Regions from separate parts of the Sus scrofa genome. Here region 1 is linked to region 2. A link is a contact called in public HiChIP or PLAC-seq data. All regions are on one chromosome and are shown on one strand. Each heading gives the region's core, a stretch centred on a gene start, on an enhancer-like site or on the middle of the called end of the contact. The rest is flanking DNA. Distances are from core to core; before and after follow the strand shown.

Region 1 (2,700 bases), core at 186-2,685, 84 kb before region 2:
CCCCGAGCCTGGGAACCTCCATATCCTAAGAAGACAAAAGGCAAAGTAACTAAATAAATAAACGTCCAATAAAAAAAGAGAAGAAGCAAGAATGAAGCTGTTTACTATAGCTTTTTCATCTTGGGACACACGCTACATCATACATATTTCATTACTTCACAGCAAAAGAAAAAAGTTCACATAGAACTTGGAAGCAAATGTCAGCTTTGAGTACAGGGTTGTCACTAATGCCTTGAGGTCCTGGACAAGTCATTTGACTGCCAAATCTCAATTTTCTTTTCTTTTTTGTCTTTCTGCCTTTTCTTGAGCTGCTCCCAAGGCATATGGAGGTTCCCAGGCTAGGCGTCTAATCGGAGCTGTAGCCACAGGCCTACGCCAGAGCCACAGCAACGCTGGGATCCGAGCCGCGTCTGCGACCCACACCACAGCTCACGGCCACGCCAGATCCTTAACCCACTGTTAAAGGATGAACAGTAAAGGCTGTTGAAAATTCACACTTGTATGTTACAGAAATACCTCGTATGTTATTTCTGTAACTACATTTCCACACCTAACAAATACAGGGAATATCTTCAGGTAAAAATTTACCTCGACAGAGCTTAAAAAGCATGGCCGTATTACACTTGGATGACGAAGGATAAAATATGGGCTGAACGTCATATCGGAGGAGCTGACTCGAAATGATCAGATAAACTTTGCTTTGCAAGGTTATTTCAAACGTCACTGCTTTTACACACTCTTTTTCTGGTGTGGGGCGGGCCTGTCTGCGGACGTCGGATCCAGCCCGAGCCTCTACCCCGAGTGGGTGCGGCTTCCACCTCGTCAGTGCTAGCTTCCCAATGACGTGTCCTAGGCGCTGCCTCCCCGCGCTGCGCCCCAAGAGAACAGGCCCCTCAGCGATACTGTCTCATCACCCCGCTAAAAGGCGGGCGAAAAGGACGCGATGGGAATGGAGCATTTGCAAGACTGGACGTGCAAACAGTGCAGTGTAATAAAAACACCTTGGAGGGGACTCCGGCAGCTGCAGTCCCTTCAGAGATGCCCTGGCCTCGCGCAGAAGGTAGAGAGGGAAGCAAACGTGGCCTGAAGCCGCCACGGACCCAGGGCCGGCCAGGACGCGGAGGGGCTGCGTCCCGCGTCCGCTGGGCGCTCCAGCCGCGGCGGCGGTGGGCTCTCCCCTCCCCGGGTCTGCCGGGAGGTGGTCACGCGCCCCCGAAGGAGGCCGCATCCTCCCGGCGGGCCGGCTCCCCCGGCCCCGGCGCCCACGCGGGCACTTACTCTTATTGACGGTTTTGAGAGCGCGCGTAAAGTCGCCGTTCTGGCCGTAACGGTTCACTTCGCTCCAGAGTGCAGGCACCGACACCCCCCCACCGCCGCCACCGCTCGCCATCTTGGCGGGGACGCGGGCGACCTCTGACCCGGAAGAGGATGCGGAGGGTCCGCGCGAAGCGGAAGCCGGGGCCGCGGGGCTCGGGGGTCGGAGGCACCCAGAACCGTGAGGCGGTGTCGGCTCCGCCGGCGTGGTTCGTAGAGCTAGGAGTGCACGTAGACAGAGCCGATGCGCCGTACTTGGAGCGGGTTGGAGGAACAACCCCTGAAGCCCGGGGCGGGGGGGCGGGTAGCGGGGCGGCGGCGGCGCAACGTGCGTTTCCGGGGTGGTGGCGGCGCAGCGTGCCTGCAGAGGCGGAGCTGGGCAGCAGTCCCCGGAGCCTAGGGGAGGCCTGTGTGGTGGGGAAGCACTGCTGGAAGCCGTGGGAGGCCTCGCTAGGGGAGGGCAGGGCCGAGTCGGCTTCCTGCTGCCTAGAACTGCCCCGAGGAATCACCGTCCGAAGGGGGTCTGGGCAGGGGATTCGGAAAACCTGGGGCTGGTTCTGGGTAATCCAGGCGGAGAAGCGAACATGAGGAAAGGCACAGAAAAAGCAAAGACTCTCCAGGCGCCAAGCATGTTTGGTGAATCCCCCTCGGCTGCCAGGTCGGGAGCAGTGGGCACTAAGGCCCGAAGGGTAATGAGTTTGGAGCGAGAATACCCAGGTACCATTCCTGGCTCTGCGACCCCCCAGATGTCTGACGGAGCGGGATGTCAGAGTCCCAGTTTTCGCCACCATAAAGTATGGGTGACGTATCAGGGTTGTAGGATAAATGATACCTACGCATCCGGGCACAATAAGCGCTGGAGTGACACAGGAATGTAGGGGTTAGGATGTGTTTGAGGGTCAGGACCGAGTACCTAAAGGAGTGTGCTCCTCCGGAGAATGACAGGCTCTTCCATTGAACGCCTCCTCTGCAGACCCATTTTTGGCACCATCTTACCGCTTCCTGCCACTCCCCGCCTCTTTCCCAGCAGCCTAGCTAATGCCTTTTCTATATCGCTGTGTCCTTCTGGTTCCAGAGAACAAGTTAGCACTCTGATTGCGCAGCAGTTCCCCCATGACACCCTCTTGGAGCTCTCTACCCTGAGCACTGCTCGTTTAAGGTCCGTCTCTCCACAGGGACTACAATTCCTAGTGGCCCTAGGATTTAGCACGTTTCCTGGCCTATAGTTGGAACGCTACTTTTTAACTGAATGGACTTTTACTTATTTCTCCCCTACTCTTTGCGTTCTTTGTGAGCAGAAGCGATGTCCAGCTCCTGGTTATGTCCCATGGCGCCTGGCACATTCCATCTGTGGTCCCTATGTGCAGTGGAGAAACGGCACTAATG
Region 2 (2,700 bases), core at 72-2,571:
CAGGCTGCCTTTGCAGTGCTCTAGGCAGAACAAAGCCGGAACCCTGATCATTTATAACTGAGCAAGGGCTCCTGTGCCATCAGAGCAGAGAGCCACACCCTCTGTTGTTGTTCCTGGGTTCCCAGAATGTGGAAATTCTCTGGCCAGGAGTGCCACAGCAGCCACCCAAGCCACTGCTGGATCCTTAACCTGCTGCACCACAGGAGAATGCCAAAGCCAAACTCTCTGGCAGAGAGTGTTTACAAAACAGCAGGGGTTTGTTTGCAGGGTGCCAAGCAAGGGAGTGGGAGACAGGTCTTAGATCCAGTCTTGGTTTGTAAGCGAGGGGTGCTTTAAAGGGGGAAGAACAAGGAAAATGGGATTAATCACCATTTCTGTCACATTTCTTACTGCTGAGTTGGGAGTCAATTTGTCTCAGGTTTAGTCTCTGGCCAGGTGATCCAGGTCAGTGAGCTCATCTTGCCCTGGAGAAACAATCTAAGTTTGTGTGTTAGTGATGACAATATATACAACAGCGATTTTAGTATATGAATGATGTTATCAACAACAGTGATCTTTGTCATCTGACTGGTTGACTAGTGTTCAGTTACTACAGGATTGAGGTCAGAGGGAACAGGAAAGGGAATAAAGTTACCGAGGAGATTAATCATACTCAATAAGGGAACTCGGTTTTAGGGGGACTGAGTTTCAGCTTCCTCTCTGCTACCAGCACAATAGCTTAGAAAAATTACTATTATTTCTCTTGACATTGTAAATAACTAACTTGCATGCTTCCAATTACAACACCTTCGTTAAAATAGATTTTTATTCAGGCCTGTGGCTCAAGTTACTCTCTCCCCCTCAAACCTGCTTTTTAATAGCTCCTAGTGAAAGCTGAAATTTTGTTATTTAAATTCATCTGAATGTTAGGGACTTCGTTTGCGGGCTTCACTGCTACAGTCACAGTCTCCGCAATGTGGGGAGGGTTTTTTTTGTTTGTCCAAGTGATGAAGTCCAGTCCCCTGCGTATTTCACTCTGGTTTCAATGCTCTTCACATCAACCCCCCGGGACAGCTTTATCCCCACTTTAGAAACGAGGAGGCAGCTGCCCGGAATTGAGGTTTCTTGGCAAGCACAAAAGGGTGCAACTCCAAGCAGGTCAGCTCCAAAGTCCCTGGAAGCTGCCCTCAACGCCTCTATACTAGAGCGGAAACTTGAAAGGAGAGGAGCTGGCGACACCCACACCAACTCTTTTCTCTGGTTGGCCCGGCACTTCCAGGAAGGGGCGAGGCGGGGCGGGGCGGGGCGACGCTTCCTTCCCGGGTCGCTCGCGATGACGTAAGCAAGGCGCCGCGGAAGGACGTCACGAGGCGACGCTGAAGGCTGTTGCGAGAGCCCGCGCTGTGCGGCACCCTGCGGGCCGCGCGGTGGGCCGGCTCTTCCCCCCGGGGCGCTGGTTTGTCTGTGTGCGTGAACTGGCGTCGGGGCTGTGCTGTCGGGACCTCGTCGCCACCCCCTTCCCGCTGACCTCTCCCCGCTAGGCCTTCAGACTGGACTTCCGCGGGAGGCAGTGTCCAGGCGGACGTGTGTGAGGGAGGAGTGGGGCGGCAGCACCTGGGCTGGCTGCGCACAAGTTTGCTTAGGTTCAGGGCCGCCGACAGGTCTCGGCCGTTTATCAGTGGTGCCTGGTGGATGGAGTGGTGCACAGGCTGCCCTGGAGCCCTGTGCTTTCTTCGGTCTGCTGCCTTAGACCTTCTGCTCCTTTCGCATGGAAATGTCTACCTCGTCTTGCTGGCGTGGTTTTGGAAAGCAATTGAAAAAAATCTGTTGGAGGCTATAAAGTGCATTGCTGTTAACGTAGTCGCATAATCTAAATTAAAAAGCCGATGGATACGGGAAAATAAGCTTTTAGATTATTTATCAATCTTTAAAATGGTAAGTCACCATTTAGGAAAGTCACCAAGACCTCTGATGACTAAGTATCAGCCTCTACAGATGTAAATAAAATAGCAGCTGTCCTAAAACTGAATGATCCTGTTACACATATAATCTGTTTATCAGATTTTGCTTGTTCTTTTTTTTTTCCTTATATGGTCCCAGTGTTTGGGCATCCAGTAAGTATAGTACTCTCTGTTGGAGCGAATGTATTTATGATTCAGTTAATGAAAATAAAAACTTAAGACAACAAGAATAGATGTTGCCTTAATTCTCTGTAGCATCCAGTGGGAAACTAGCAATTAAAAAATCTTAATTGTGGAGTTCCCGTTGTAGCTCAGGGGTAATGAACCAGACAGTATCCATGAGGACATGGTTCTGATGCCTGGCCTGGCTCAGTGGGTTAAGGATCCAGCGTTGCCCCTGAGCTGTGGTGAAGGTCAGAGACGCTGCTGGGATCCTGCTTTGCTGTGGCTGTGGTGTCCCCTAGGTTGGGAACTTCCATATGACACAGGTGTGGCCCTAAAAAAAAAAAAAAAAAAAAATCTTAATTGTGTAGATATTTGTGGGGAATGTTGGAATTTGTCATGAAAATGGCATTTTCTAAAGTAATTTTACTCATTTTAGAGTCTTGTCCTTTTCTTTGCTGTCAAGTAATTTTAGTGGTCTTTGTGTGGACAGTTAACTGCTGTATATGTTTTTGCTTTGAAATAATGCATTTTTTAAAATGTAGACTGACTTTTTGTTAAAATCCCGTAGTATAATTATGTAGTATAGGCAATTGTT

What was found. HiChIP or PLAC-seq counts read pairs in DNA pulled down with a chosen protein or histone mark.
Region 1: an H3K27ac HiChIP or PLAC-seq map of alveolar macrophages shows a contact between it and region 2. The contact joins the promoter of SRP72 here to the promoter of AASDH in region 2. A contact is called at or near these places in 1 of 5 promoter capture datasets (liver), 6 of 47 Hi-C or Micro-C datasets (blood, heart right ventricle, liver and 2 more) and 2 of 2 datasets of contacts at active chromatin or transcription factors (alveolar macrophages and skeletal muscle).

The regions. Positions count from the first base shown.
Region 1 is chr8:55,727,937-55,730,636 of Sscrofa11.1, reverse strand. SRP72 (signal recognition particle subunit SRP72) reads right to left here and starts at 1,435. Exons shown (of 20, transcript XM_021100536.1): 1 at 1,279-1,435. The coding sequence starts at 1,390.
Region 2 is chr8:55,644,142-55,646,841 of Sscrofa11.1, reverse strand. AASDH (acyl-CoA synthetase family member 4) reads left to right here and starts at 1,321. Exons shown (of 15, transcript XM_021101363.1): 1 at 1,321-2,428. The coding sequence starts at 2,420.